Regions from separate parts of the Mus musculus genome. Here regions 1 and 2 are each linked to region 3. Evidence: chromatin contacts called from public HiChIP or PLAC-seq data. All regions are on one chromosome and are shown on one strand. The core of a region is the stretch at or near the end of the contact, and the rest is flanking DNA. Distances in the headings are between cores, read along the strand shown.

The links. HiChIP or PLAC-seq counts read pairs in DNA pulled down with a chosen protein or histone mark.
Region 1: an HNF4G HiChIP or PLAC-seq map of pancreatic cancer cells shows a contact between it and region 3. The contact joins two enhancer-like sites. A contact is called at or near these places in 4 of 484 Hi-C or Micro-C datasets (embryonic somatosensory cortex, embryonic stem cells and nephron progenitors), 4 of 115 datasets of contacts at active chromatin or transcription factors (double positive thymocytes, embryonic basal ganglia, embryonic stem cells and 1 more) and 3 of 9 other capture datasets (adipose tissue, liver and pancreatic islet).
Region 2: a contact with region 3 is called in an H3K27ac HiChIP or PLAC-seq map of extraembryonic endoderm stem cells. The contact joins two enhancer-like sites. A contact is called at or near these places in 1 of 484 Hi-C or Micro-C datasets (nephron progenitors), 5 of 115 datasets of contacts at active chromatin or transcription factors (bone marrow-derived macrophages, embryonic stem cells, extraembryonic endoderm stem cells and 1 more) and 4 of 9 other capture datasets (adipose tissue, embryonic stem cells, liver and 1 more).

The regions. Positions count from the first base shown.
Region 1 is chr4:149,214,651-149,218,803 of GRCm38.p6, forward strand. Kif1b (kinesin family member 1B) reads right to left here. Exons shown (of 49, transcript NM_001290995.1): 28 at 257-375. Among named protein-coding and RNA genes, the nearest start is that of Pgd, 50 kb to the left of the region's middle. Within about 2 kb of position 2,306, at least 37 of the 459 cell types and tissues checked have an H3K27ac peak or open chromatin away from gene starts, as enhancers often do. A contact at or near this core is called in pancreatic cancer cells, where this site is marked.
Region 2 is chr4:149,177,969-149,182,142 of GRCm38.p6, forward strand. It overlaps Kif1b (kinesin family member 1B), which reads right to left. Exons shown (of 49, transcript NM_001290995.1): 47 at 3,841-4,033; 48 at 3,516-3,634; 49 at 1-2,842. The coding sequence ends at 2,800. Among named protein-coding and RNA genes, the nearest start is that of Pgd, 13 kb to the left of the region's middle. Within about 2 kb of position 1,908, at least 51 of the 459 cell types and tissues checked have an H3K27ac peak or open chromatin away from gene starts, as enhancers often do. A contact at or near this core is called in extraembryonic endoderm stem cells, where this site is marked.
Region 3 is chr4:149,280,715-149,284,742 of GRCm38.p6, forward strand. The region is part of intron 2 of Kif1b (kinesin family member 1B); the gene reads right to left. Among named protein-coding and RNA genes, the nearest start is that of Kif1b, 25 kb to the right of the region's middle. Within about 2 kb of position 1,542, at least 56 of the 459 cell types and tissues checked have an H3K27ac peak or open chromatin away from gene starts, as enhancers often do. A contact at or near this core is called in extraembryonic endoderm stem cells and pancreatic cancer cells, where this site is marked.

The DNA of each region.
Region 1 (4,153 bases), core at 1,056-3,555, 65 kb before region 3:
TAAGAGCAGCCAGTACTCTTAACTGCTGAGTCATCACTCCAACCCTTAGCCTGCTTTTTCTTTTCTTTCTTTTTTTTTTTGTTTGTTTTGTTTTGTTTGAGACAGGGTTTCTCTGTGTAGCCCTGGCTGTCCTGGAACTCACTCTGTAGACCAGGCTGGCCTGGAACTCAGAAATCCACCTGCCTCTGCCTCCCGAGTGCTGGGATTAAAGGCGTGCACTACCATGCCCGGCTTTGATCATCTTTTTCTAACTCACCTGCAATGGCCTGCACAGCCACACGAAGAAATCCCCGGACTTCCCCCTTCTCACTGACAATGGCCACCCTGTGAATCAGGGGCACCGGATACAGCAGGTTGCTCAAGTACACAAATGCCCTGTAGACAGAACCCAGAGACAAGCATCAGCAAATCTGAGGAGGAGGCGGAGGGCTTTCTGCCTCCCCAAACTCAACTGGCTTCTGGGCCTTTTAAGGTCACCTCTGAATTCTGATCTCTTGAATTGCTTCCAGGTGTGTTTTCAATACATAATCAATACAAAAGCTAGTGCAAAAAGCATGGCAGAGCAGCTGACAAAGACCAAATCACTCTACAAAAAGCTGCCCCACTGGAAGAAGAGTGACGAGTAAAGTGAAGGCTCGCGTGCTGTGGGCACCGCCCAGGACAGGGGAGCCCACTGAAGAGCTTACTCTTCAGAAGTGAAGATGCGCCAAGAGATCTGGCGCACACACAACAGAAACCAGGAGGTGAGGGCAGGGAAGTGTGAGTGAAGTGGTTACTAGCACTAAAATGGACTTTACATCCCAGCACTATGAGTCTTGTTTGACTTAAAGGACTATTAAAGGTGAGAACCAGCCACGAAGGCAGAAAGCCTGTGTGGCCAGATGTGTCTGTGAAGTGAGTTTGCTGGAGACTGAACGGGAATTAAGATAAATCCTAAGATGACTCAGCTGGCCCTGTAGAGTTGGCCTTTGATCCTCAAACCAAAATCATAAACAAAAGGGAATTGACAGGTCTCTCCTGCCTCCTTTTATTTCCTTCTCTGGGGCCCTAGGGGGAGAGACTTGGAGTCTCACACTTAGCTATATAAGTCCTCAACACTCAGCTACAAACCCAGCCCTTCTAATGAGACAGGGTCTCACTAAATTACTCAGGCTGGCTTTGAGTTCACTCCGTGGCTTAGGCAAGCTTTAAATTCTCAATCCTTCTGTCTTAGCTTTCCTACTAACTGAGATTACAGGCCTGAGATACCAGACCTGGCTGACACTTGATATATTTCTAACAAACTAGACAAGTCCTACCATGTTTGTGCTTTTAAAAGGTTCATTAATTTGTAGAAATTCTTTTTTTTTTAATTTAATATGCTCTTACTCAACTGTATATACATGTGTGCGTGCATGTGTCTGCTTCTGTGTGTGTGTGTGTGTGTGTGTGCCCGCGCATATGCACGCGCGTGTGTTTTGCAGGTGAGGGGATAATGTGCACACAGAGCGTGGAGGATGGAAAACAGCCGTGGAAAGGTCTGTACTTTCTTTCTACCATGTGAGTCACATGCACCAAAGCCAGGTGGTTGACATGGTAGGAAATGACGTCAAAACTGAGCTCTCTCATCTGCCTTATTCATGTGTTTTAAAGCAGTTAGAACTAAGTAGTCACAGATCTTAAGTGCTCTTGTTTCAATGGTAGAAAAGTGGAATTTAATTCCTACTGTTCCCCTGGTTTCTCACTTGGTATATGCTGATTTTTGTACATTAAAAAAAAAAAAAGACAAAGAGAAAATACCACACCAGGAAATTTAACATATCTAACCCAGACACACAGCTGTTTGCTGCATTCCTGTCCTAACATGTATTTATGTTACAAGGAGAGAAGAATGAAGGAGTAAAAGCCTGGGATTTCAACTCAAAACAACAAAAGCAATTACAAAATGGGTAAAACGCATCACAGTAATAACATTTAGGAACACAAATGAAGTATGAATGATAAGCGAACAAAAATAGCTGCAAATGAACAGGAAATAGTATCATGGTGTGCAATTCCCTTTCAGTCTGCTCCAAAGCAAGGGAGGGAATGGTAACACAGAGGGTTAAACTTCGGTTCAACAGAAACTTATGCATGAACATGTAATCTAGAGAGGATTACAAGCAGGGTCAAACACCACTACTGTGACTGAGTTTAAAAAACTAAGAATTAGGCATATGGAACCAAATGGCTGATTTCACTTCCAAAGTCAACACACACAGAGGGCACTCCCCTGCCTCAGGGGCATCCAGTCAGAGCCACCCTTTCAGTGACTGGACCAGTAAGAGCCCTGTAGTCCTCTCAGCACTGATGCTCTCTCTGCCCGGGCTCTGATCTCACTGGAGATCCTCCCAACACTGTGGCTCACACAGCTCTGTTTCCACAGTGGTGCAGTGTGCACTTGTGTGATTATTTCTTGGTATCTTCATCACTCGCCAGACTAAGACTGGGAGGACGTGAACCATCTCTGGTTTTGCTTACCCATCTGCAGAGGGCGTGGCTTACAGTAAATACACTCAATAAATGTTTGGTAAGTGAATATGTATGCAATTAGAAACCAGGAATGTGACCTGTTACTTGTCCTTTATCTTTACACAGAAGTGGAAGGCTTTTCAGAAAAATAGGTCCTGCAAGGGACGGAAAGCAAGCCATCTAACTTTACACTAGGATGATTTTTCAAGAGTAAAGTTATGATGGAAATTAACTACACCGAGCACTTAGCATTTCTGCCATTCCTTAATTTTACTATGTTAAGTATAATTATCAGGGAAAATAAAAGCACTGTTATGCCTATGTTTTGCAGGACCTTGACAGGTCAGGCAGTGCCATCAGCCCAAGGATTATGAGTTTTTAAGAACACACATCCACAGGCATATCATCATATCATCATACAAATAATGCTGGACCGCACACTAAAGGGGAGGAAGCCTGCTACCCATGGCAAAGGCTTCCCATACCCAGCAGCACTGAAGGCATTACTGGACACTTCCAACTTTAGGGACGAGTCTATGGCAAGGCAGAGGCACCCGGCCTGTGATGCATGGACGCACTCACTAGACAGTTCTTTGTCGTGTTAACAGAATACAGCCTTTAGCCCAACGCTGTATCTAGCATCTCCTGTGCAGCTTTTACACGAGAGCATCATGATTAACTCTGTAGGGAACATCCTTATACTTTGACCTAGCAGACTGAAGGAGAACCGGGATGAGAGGAGGGAAGATGGAAAAGATACATTAGCAGAAAATGATGTGAAGTTACATCAGTAAGAAAAACTAATTTGTCAACATAAAGAAAGTCAGCATGATTATAGTGACACTCGAGGAAAAGAGGTCAATGTAGGTACTGAGGACGGTCACAGACTAACCATTCTCTGCCCCCTCTGGCCCAGAGACTAACACACATTTTACATTTCATCCCAAGTTATGATGATGGATCATAACATCCCAGCATGCCATAGAGAGTGGCTAAAGGGACAAGCTCTTTTACTCTCGATACAAAGATTCACCAGAGGCAGCCGTGGCCAAGAAGCAAACCTATAAATGGAATTCAAAGGAAACATGCAAATTTTTATAAGTGAATCATAGTTGTATGCCAATATGGATCGCTGATAGCGGGAATTACAGGGCCAGGGGTTACCCCGCTAACACAGCGGGAATTACAGGAACAGGAGGTACCCCGCTAACACAGCACCGCCCATCACAGCCATCACCACTGCACCGCTGAATGCTGCTGCTCTTCTGGAGAAATATGGCTGAGGGCAAAAACGGAGAACTCTTCTTCCCTTTACTCACTGCTGTTACCTCACCTTCTCCCAGTATCTTGTGTGGTGATAGGAAATCAGCACTGACTTCTCTCCAGCCACATCACCAAACCTCAAGCCCCTTTTTGAAAGACAGTGTTAGTTCTAGAACCCAGAAATCCAAACAGAAAAGTCAACTCCTGAGGCCATAGCTCCGCAAAAGTCCACACGTCCTTCAACCTAGTGAGTGGCCCCATTGGGGAGGAGTCTGCCTCAGCGCTTTCACAAAGCTGACCTAAGATGCAAATGCTCCCAAGACGGAGTCTTTTTTTTTTTTCTCACTATGTAGCTCTGGCTCTTCTGGAACTCACTATGTAGACCAGGAGTTTGAATAGG
Region 2 (4,174 bases), core at 658-3,157, 100 kb before region 3:
GCACTCACTTTTCTGTAATTTGTATGTTTTCCTTGTAGGTTTTTTGTTTGTTTGTTTGTTTGTTTGTTTAAAGGAGTGCTTTGAAAATTTAAAAAAAAATCTTAAAAATACTTATTTTAAAGATTAGTTCTCTTAACTTTCCTGCTACTATGGCAATCACAAAAATCTCATGAACAGGTCCTGCCATAAAACCCTTTCTCTTTCAGAGCTTCGGAGCAGGTGACCTTGTCTGGAAACAGAATATAAAGCCCCCAAATGCTCCGATTCTGACCTGATCCTGGGCTTTACAGTAGGAGGGGTCCCAGTGACAGCAGGGAGAGGCACAGGTGCCCAAGCTCCAACCTTACTTTCCCTGGCTTTCTAATGAGGTCTCCTTAAGGGGCCTCTGATGAAGGCGGGGTCCAGTTTGGCTCATGCTAACATTTGATATTTGCAAAGCAAAGACTTTCTAAACCAGTTTTGTTTGAGTTAAAAGAAAACAAGTTATCTCAGGGTTTAGTGTGCCGCACACTGCCACCCTCCCCCAGGCGTCACACCTCTCGGCACAGACATGGATCCTTCTGCCTACCTTCCTAACAGCAGCAACATCAGTGATTCAGTTTAAAAGCGACCTTTGATCTTCGTTTCCCTGAAATTAGATTTAGTTCCGGTCCAGGAAACTGTCTACAGGCATAGACAGAGTCTGCTGAATTTGAGTATACACCAGAAGGACATGCTGTGTCCATTAGACAACAGAGACTTCTAACTACATTAAAAATCTCATAGATATGTTTAGAAAACAAGTAACATTACAGTTAGTAACCTATACTTTAAGGAGAGAAAGAAAGTTTTAAAAATCCACCAGAGCTGAGCATCTTTTAGATAAGAACAGTCTGATTTCTGCCTTTTCCTTTCTTTTCTTTTGCTTTCTTTCCTTTCCTTTCCTTTTCTCCATGGTCCACTTTTCCTTTCTTTGCAAGGCAACTGTAACAAAGGAAGCTGGGAGTCCTGTTCTTCAGAGAGAAGCAAGGGGCTGCATGCTCGCCTCCCTAGTGGCTGCTCTGCAGTGGAGATGGGCTCTCCACCAGAAGGAAATCCATTCCTTCTCTACCCTCAGGTAGCCAGGAGCCTTCGCAGACTGGAGGTGAGCAGATGCCTTCCTGTGTGCGTGAGTGATGCTGAAACAGGCTGGCAAGGCCAGGAAACAGCAGTGTGAATGCTCCCCAAGTCACTGGCACAGCAACTCAAGTAGCCCCAGCGGGCATTCTGTGCCCCACTCAGTCCCCGACACTTACTGGCCGGTGGAGGAAGAGCGTTATTTTCTATAACCTCTTAAACCCGGAGGCCTGGTTTGTTAGAAGCCACAGAAACTGGTAGCAGGGAAATTCTTCCTAAGGGAGTATTTCCAAACCAGATGAGGACAGTGGGGGAAGGGGGCATGTCACAGAGGAGGCATTTCACAATCCAGTAGCAAACTGCTGGGAGACAATCTTTTTCGACTCTAAATGCCTTCTGATTTGTTTGGAGTGGTGGTAAGGACTGGTCAGTTCTGGCATCCAGAAAACAATGCCATGTTTGTTCATATGGAGACGAGAACTACTGGAAATGGCCACTGGATTTAGATGGAGACCTCAAGATTTATGCTGAAGCTACAAGTCTTTGATCAAAGGGAGCGACAACAATCACAAGCTGCACTCAGCACTCTCAAAGCAACAATGGTCCATATCACCAGAAAGTCAAACACTCCCCAGTCCCTCTTGTGGGAAATCTGTTCATGACATCACCTAATTCCAAACAGTGACACTGAGACTAGAGTTGGGAAACTCCTAGACAAACGCTCCTTCCCAGGGAGGAGACAAGCCTGCTGGACCCTGCTGTAAGGAGCTACAGTCACCCTTGTGACCCACTGCCCAATCTACTGCAGCAGCCCGAGTCTTAAAGGGCTAGCAGCAGCCTCTGTTGCAGGCCAATCACAAGGCCCCTCTGCATCTTCCACTCTATACATCCATGCTCCGAGCCCTGATTTAGACAGAGAATTTAAATCCCATTTCTGAGCTTCCCACAGTGCTTTCCCTGAATGGAAACACATGGATTAGCCACCAAAGAGAAAGAGAAAGAGAGACAGAGACAGACAGACACACACACACACACATACAGAGAAAGAGAGAGAGTCAGAGACAGACACAGAGAGAGACAGACAGACACCAGACACACACACAAATAGACAGAGACAGACACTGAGAGAAAAAGAGACAGAGAGAGAGAGAGAGAGAGAAGAGAGAGAGAGAGGAAGAGAGAGAGAGAGAGAGAAACAAGTTAACAAGTTTTCTTCTCCTGGCTGACAATACCAAATGTCTCCTCCCTTAGTCTCTAAACCACCCAGAAAAAAGAAGATTATCATAAACAAAGGGGAAAGAAAAAGAGAGACAGAGAAGTTACCCTGAAAACCAGAGCTACGGAGACAACAGTCGGACAGTGACCGTGAAGGGGACCTAACATCCAAAGGAAGCTGAAGCACACAGGAGAATCATTTGGAGATGTGCTGGGTCCCCTCGGGTGTGGGTGAGTGTGAGTGTGAGTGTGTATGGACGTGTAGTGGTTTTGTTCCCCTTGTTAGGCCACATGCTACAAGTCTTAGCACAAGAATAAGAAGAGTCAGAGCCATGGAGAGGGAACAGAGAGCTAGAGAAGTGCAGGGTGAGGAGGGAAAAGTCGTTAAGCCACAGGATTACATACAAGAATAACTGTCAAGAATCACAAAGAGAATGAGAGGTAACACTTTCTTTATCTGTCGAAGGTGAGCAAGGCTCAGGAGAACGCTCAGTACTTTGGCTGGCTCGGGCATCTGCGAGAGAGTTTTGACCTATGAGAAAAACAGGAGGCAGCGTTAGAAGAGTGGATGCTGGTCTCTCCCAGCCGATTCTGCAGGCCAGGCTTCTACGCTCCTAAACAAATGGCTGGACCAGCAGTTCTCAACTCGAGACCCCTTTGGGGGTTGAATACCCTTTTCACAGGGGTCGCAGAGCAGATAGCCTGCAGAGCACATATGGACATTATGACTCCTAACAGTAGCCCAGGGACAGCTATGAGGTCTTTCCTACGCTGGGGACTCTGTGAGATGCGCTCCTCTCACACAGCCTGAACTATGGGAGTCCATTAAAGCACTGTTTCTCCTTTACTCGGTGCTCTGGGCCTTCTGCAGACCTCCTGAAAACTGAAACCTAAAGGAGATGAAGGATAGGACCGGTGGTGTCCTTACGGCTGAGGACGCACGACACTGCACTGGAAGCAGGGCACTCGTCTCACCCTGTAACTCATCATCGTACCCTTGCCTTCCTTTCCATTTTCATCCCAGTTAGAACGACACATCTTTCCTACTCATGTAAATGTGAGAAAGAGCTTTCACGAGCCAGGCATGGTAGTGCACACCTGTAAACCCAGTCCTTGGGATGAGGTGGAGAACTTAGAATCTGGCTTGGGCTATACAGTGAGACTGTCTCAGCATGAGGAAATGAAGCAAAAGAACAGTATCTGACCTTATTGTGCCAGCCAGAAGTGGGTTAAAGGCATATAACCAGTCATTCATGTCTTTGTCATTGAGAGCTTGCAGAAGGACCCCACGGTGCTTTGTGCATACAGCAAAAGTATTAGGTGTCTGGGAAGAGACATTAGGTAGAAGAAAGTTATTGGAGAGAATGAACAGTTAGGAACATCTTGCCAAATTCACAGGGTGCACAGCACTTCACACCGAAAGTTCATGCAACCCAGATATAAACTAGGATCCATGCCACAGACTAGAACGCCAGACTCAAAAGGGAAGAACACAGGGAGCATCAGACAGCCAAGTCAGGAGAGACTGACCTTCACCATGGCCTGCTGGTCCTCGCTGTACTCCACCTGTGCTGTAGACAGGTTAATGATGCCACGCTCTACTGGGTCTTTGTCACTGTTATAGATGAAGACGTAAGGGCGACGAACCACAACGAAATGTTTAGCCCAGTTACTGGAAAGTGGCTCTTTGAAATGCAGGTATCCTTTCTTAGATACCACTGATCTGAAAGGACATTGTAAAAGAAGTCAGTTTCTCCTAAAGTAAACAGTAGTAAGCTGAGATCGACCCATCGATACATGCTTCCACTAGGCGAGCCCTCAGATGCACCAGGACAGGAAAATGATCCAGTTGGCCTAGATCATC
Region 3 (4,028 bases), core at 292-2,791:
GGAGCATAAATATACAAAATGTTTTCATTACGGAACCCTAGAAAACAAGGCTGTTAAAAGAAGATTTGTATTTAAAGCCCTTTTTATTCTGCAGAATAAATTTGTTTATCTAATATCTCAAAGTCACTAATGCAGTAATTACACTGCTGTCGACAAACTACCAAGGCTCTGCCTGCAGCTATAATCAACATATCAGCGTGGGAGCTCTGCAACTTTATATTAACTTCTCTCAAAAGCAGGATGTCTGGGTTTGTTAAAATCCTCGTGACGGACTAGGCATGGTGGCTCGTGCCTGTAATCATCCCACTCACGAGGCTGAGGCAGGAGGATGATTATTTGTGGACTTCTAAGGCTGCACAGTATGACTCTGCCTCAAAAACACAAAGCAAAAAGCCCAGTGATACCAGAGTAGCCTTCATCTGCTGAAAGAATCCTACGTCAAAAATTAAGGGAAAAGGGCACAAAATAAAATATTATATCCACCATTTATATTTCAAAACCATGAAATCAAAACCTACAGCCATAACCTTTTAGAGTCTTCTGCCAATACAGTAAAAGGGCAGAAAACATAAAGTAGATTTGAATAAAATACTTATAACCAAAAAGTGCTTTAACCATTTAAATATAACAAACTACATCCCTAATGTGATTTAAAAAAAACAAACCCAAACAGGTGTGTGTGTGTGTGTGTGTGTGTGTGTGTGTATATGTATATATATATATATATGAATGAATGAGTGGTGGCAACATCTCAACCCCAGCATTCTAAAGGAAGAGTTCAAGGTGAGCTTTGTTTACCTAGTGAGTTCTAGAACAGCAGGACAGCCAGGGCTATATAAAAAGACTCTATCAAAGGGGGGATATGAAAAGAAAAGAAAACAAGCCACAACTCTCCAATGTCACCATATGGTCATTCTTTAAAACAACAAAACATGAGACTAGACAGGCATGGTGGTGCACACCTTTAATACCAGCCCTCGGGAGGCAGAAGCAGGCCGATTTCTGAATTCGAGGCCAGCCTGGTCTACAGAGTGAGTTCCAGGACAGCCAGGGCTACACAGAGAAACCCTGTCTTGAAAAACAAACAAACAAACACACAAACCAACCAACCCCATGCGACTAGAGAGACTGCTTTTCCAAAGGACTCTGGTTCATTGCAGTCGCCCACAGGGCAGCTCACAACCTCCTGTGAATCCAGTTCTGGGAGATCTGACCTCTCTTCTGGCCTCCACAGGCATCAGGAGACCAGACATGCAGGCAAACAAATAAAACAGGACAAAATTTAGAACACACTTGCTTTATACAATTTTTTTTTAATTCTAAAAGCTAGATATGGTGGCTCAGGGGATCAAGGTAGGAAGATAAAAAGGTGAAGCCAGACTCAACGACACAGTGAGATCTTACACTCCCCCACCAAAACAAACAGCTGATCTTCCTAAGCAAATATTGAACAATTTTAGGAGATAAAGCTGGGGCCAGGGAGATGGCTGAGAGGTGAAAGTGCTAGCCACATACAGAGTTACTCACCAGAATCAACATAAAAAGGTGTAGTGTGGGTCAGCAGACAGCTCAGCAGTAAGGAACACTTGCTGCTCAATTCTAAGGCCTAGAGTTCAGATCCCAGCACCCACGTCGGGCAGTTCAATAACACTTGTAACTCTTACCCCAGGGATCTGACACCCCGTGGCCTCAACAGGCACCACAAACATAAGCATGTGCACACACATAAACAAACCACAAAGGCCAAGGAGCCTGGCAAACAAGATGACAGCAGAGTCAAGAGAACAAAGCAGAAGGCGGAGAACCAACCCCAGAATCATTGCCTTACTGCATTCTCTGCTCTGCCAAAACAAAGGGCTTCTGAGAAACCCCCAACCTTTCCCGTCTCCTCCCTCCCTTATAAAGATGCCCCTCCCCGGTGCTTTCCAATGGGCATCATACTACTTCAATTACTTTTATCTCTAAAATAAACCAAAAACTCTAAAAGGTTCTGCTTGCTGAATATTTCCTGCTTATACCCACATCATACACATTACTGAACAATACATCTGTGAACAACAGTATTTAGCCTACTGTAACGCACAATCCTTGACAGAGCAACCACTGAAGGCCTGCCCTCCCTAACAAACAGAAGCAGCAGACCAGCTTGCTAGCTCACCCTCCATTTCAGATCTCACTGGGTTACCAAACGCAATCACAGCACCTTGCTACTGGCATGAATATTTAAAAATTAACTTTAAAATGGACAGCAGAAAACCAAGGTCAGGTTTCCTAGCAGATCTTATTGTTGGGAGGGCATAGGGACACACACTTTTAATCCCAGCACTCCGAAGGCAGAGGCAGGCAGGTTAAGTCTCAGCCCACCCTACTTTACATAGGTTTTCCAGGAGAGCCAAGGCAAAAAGAGATTTCCCATGGAGGCCAGAAGAGGGTGAGGGATCTCCCTAGATCCAGAGTATTGGATGGTTATGAGTCACCCACCGCAGTGAATGATAGGAAATGAACCCAGTCCTCTGCAAGAGCAACAAGTGCCCTTAACTGCTGAGCTACCTCTCCAGCCCCCAGCTGTCTCTTGCATAGCTGTTTTGGTATGAAAACAATGTAAGCAGTTTAAAAGCTTATATATAATAAAATCAGTTTTCGGGCCAGTAAGAAGCACAGGCATTTACCACCAAGCCTGATGACCCATTCTTGATTCCCAGAACGCACATGGAGAAAGAAGAGAATCAACTTCCAAAAGTTGTGCTCTGATCTCCACATGTGCACTGTGGCACAAATACTGCCCTCCCCAACACACACAATAAATAATTAATGCAATTTAAATTTTTTAATGCAGTTCTTAGGCCAGCAAGAAAGCTCAGCAGATATGAGCACCTCCTGTGTAAGCCTGACTACCTGAGCTGGATCTCCAGGACCATGAGCCACAAGAAGATAAAGCTGACACTCCATGGTCGTTCTCCACATGTGCACCATGGCACAGCAGACATGTGCCCCCAGCCACCACCACCACACACACACACACACACACACACACACACACACACACACACACACACAGTCTCTGTCTCTCTTTGTCTCTGTCTTTTTGTCCCTCTCGCGCGCGTGTGCGCACACACAGGGTAAAATATATTTGAATAAGTGGATGGATGAAAAGCAGTTCCAAATATACACAGAAAAAGTCTCATCTAACTTATACACAATTATTTCTGACTTTAAACTTAACATTCCTAGCTAGCACAATGGCTCGACCAGTAAGTAGGCTTCCTGCTGAGCCTTATGAGTTCAACCCCTGGAATCCACAAAGTAAAAAGAGAAATGACCCACAAGGTGTCTCTGACCGCCACACAAGTGCACAAACGCACAGACATACACACAAAAAATAAAATAAATGCAAAAAAAAACCCCCCAAAAACCAAACCTCTGACTAAAAATAACTTTGGTACTAAGAATAACCACAACATTTTTTTTTTGTTTTTTCGACAGGATTTCTCTGTGTAGCCCTGGCTGTCCTGGAACTCACTTTGTAGACCAGGCTGGTCTCGAACTCAGAAATCCACCTGCCTCTGCCTCCCCGAGTGCTGGGATTAAAGGCGTGCGCCACCACGCCCGACTCAAAATTATTTTTCAAATATCCTTCTACAAGTATATATCATTGTATTTGATCCTTATAAATGGTCCTGGGTTAGATGGTTGGAAAGCAACAGCTTTGCCCCACTTACTGATTCTGGAAACTGAAGCCTCTGTCTCACATGGTATGCAGTGGCTATATCGGTGAGCTACCTCAACCTCAGGATTCCCATTTAACAAAGGAGAACCCTGAGACTCAAAAGTCTGAAATAAACAGTGACAACTGAAACACTGATCATAAGCACAAAGAACACGAGCTACTGAAACCATGAGGCACCCGGGTTTGGACGGGAGTGACTTGGTGCAGGCAAAGCACATGGTCTACCCCTGAGCTATCCTACTAGCTTTGGAATCCCACTGTTTTGTTTTCTGACAGTGTCTCATTGCAAAGCTGGGACTGG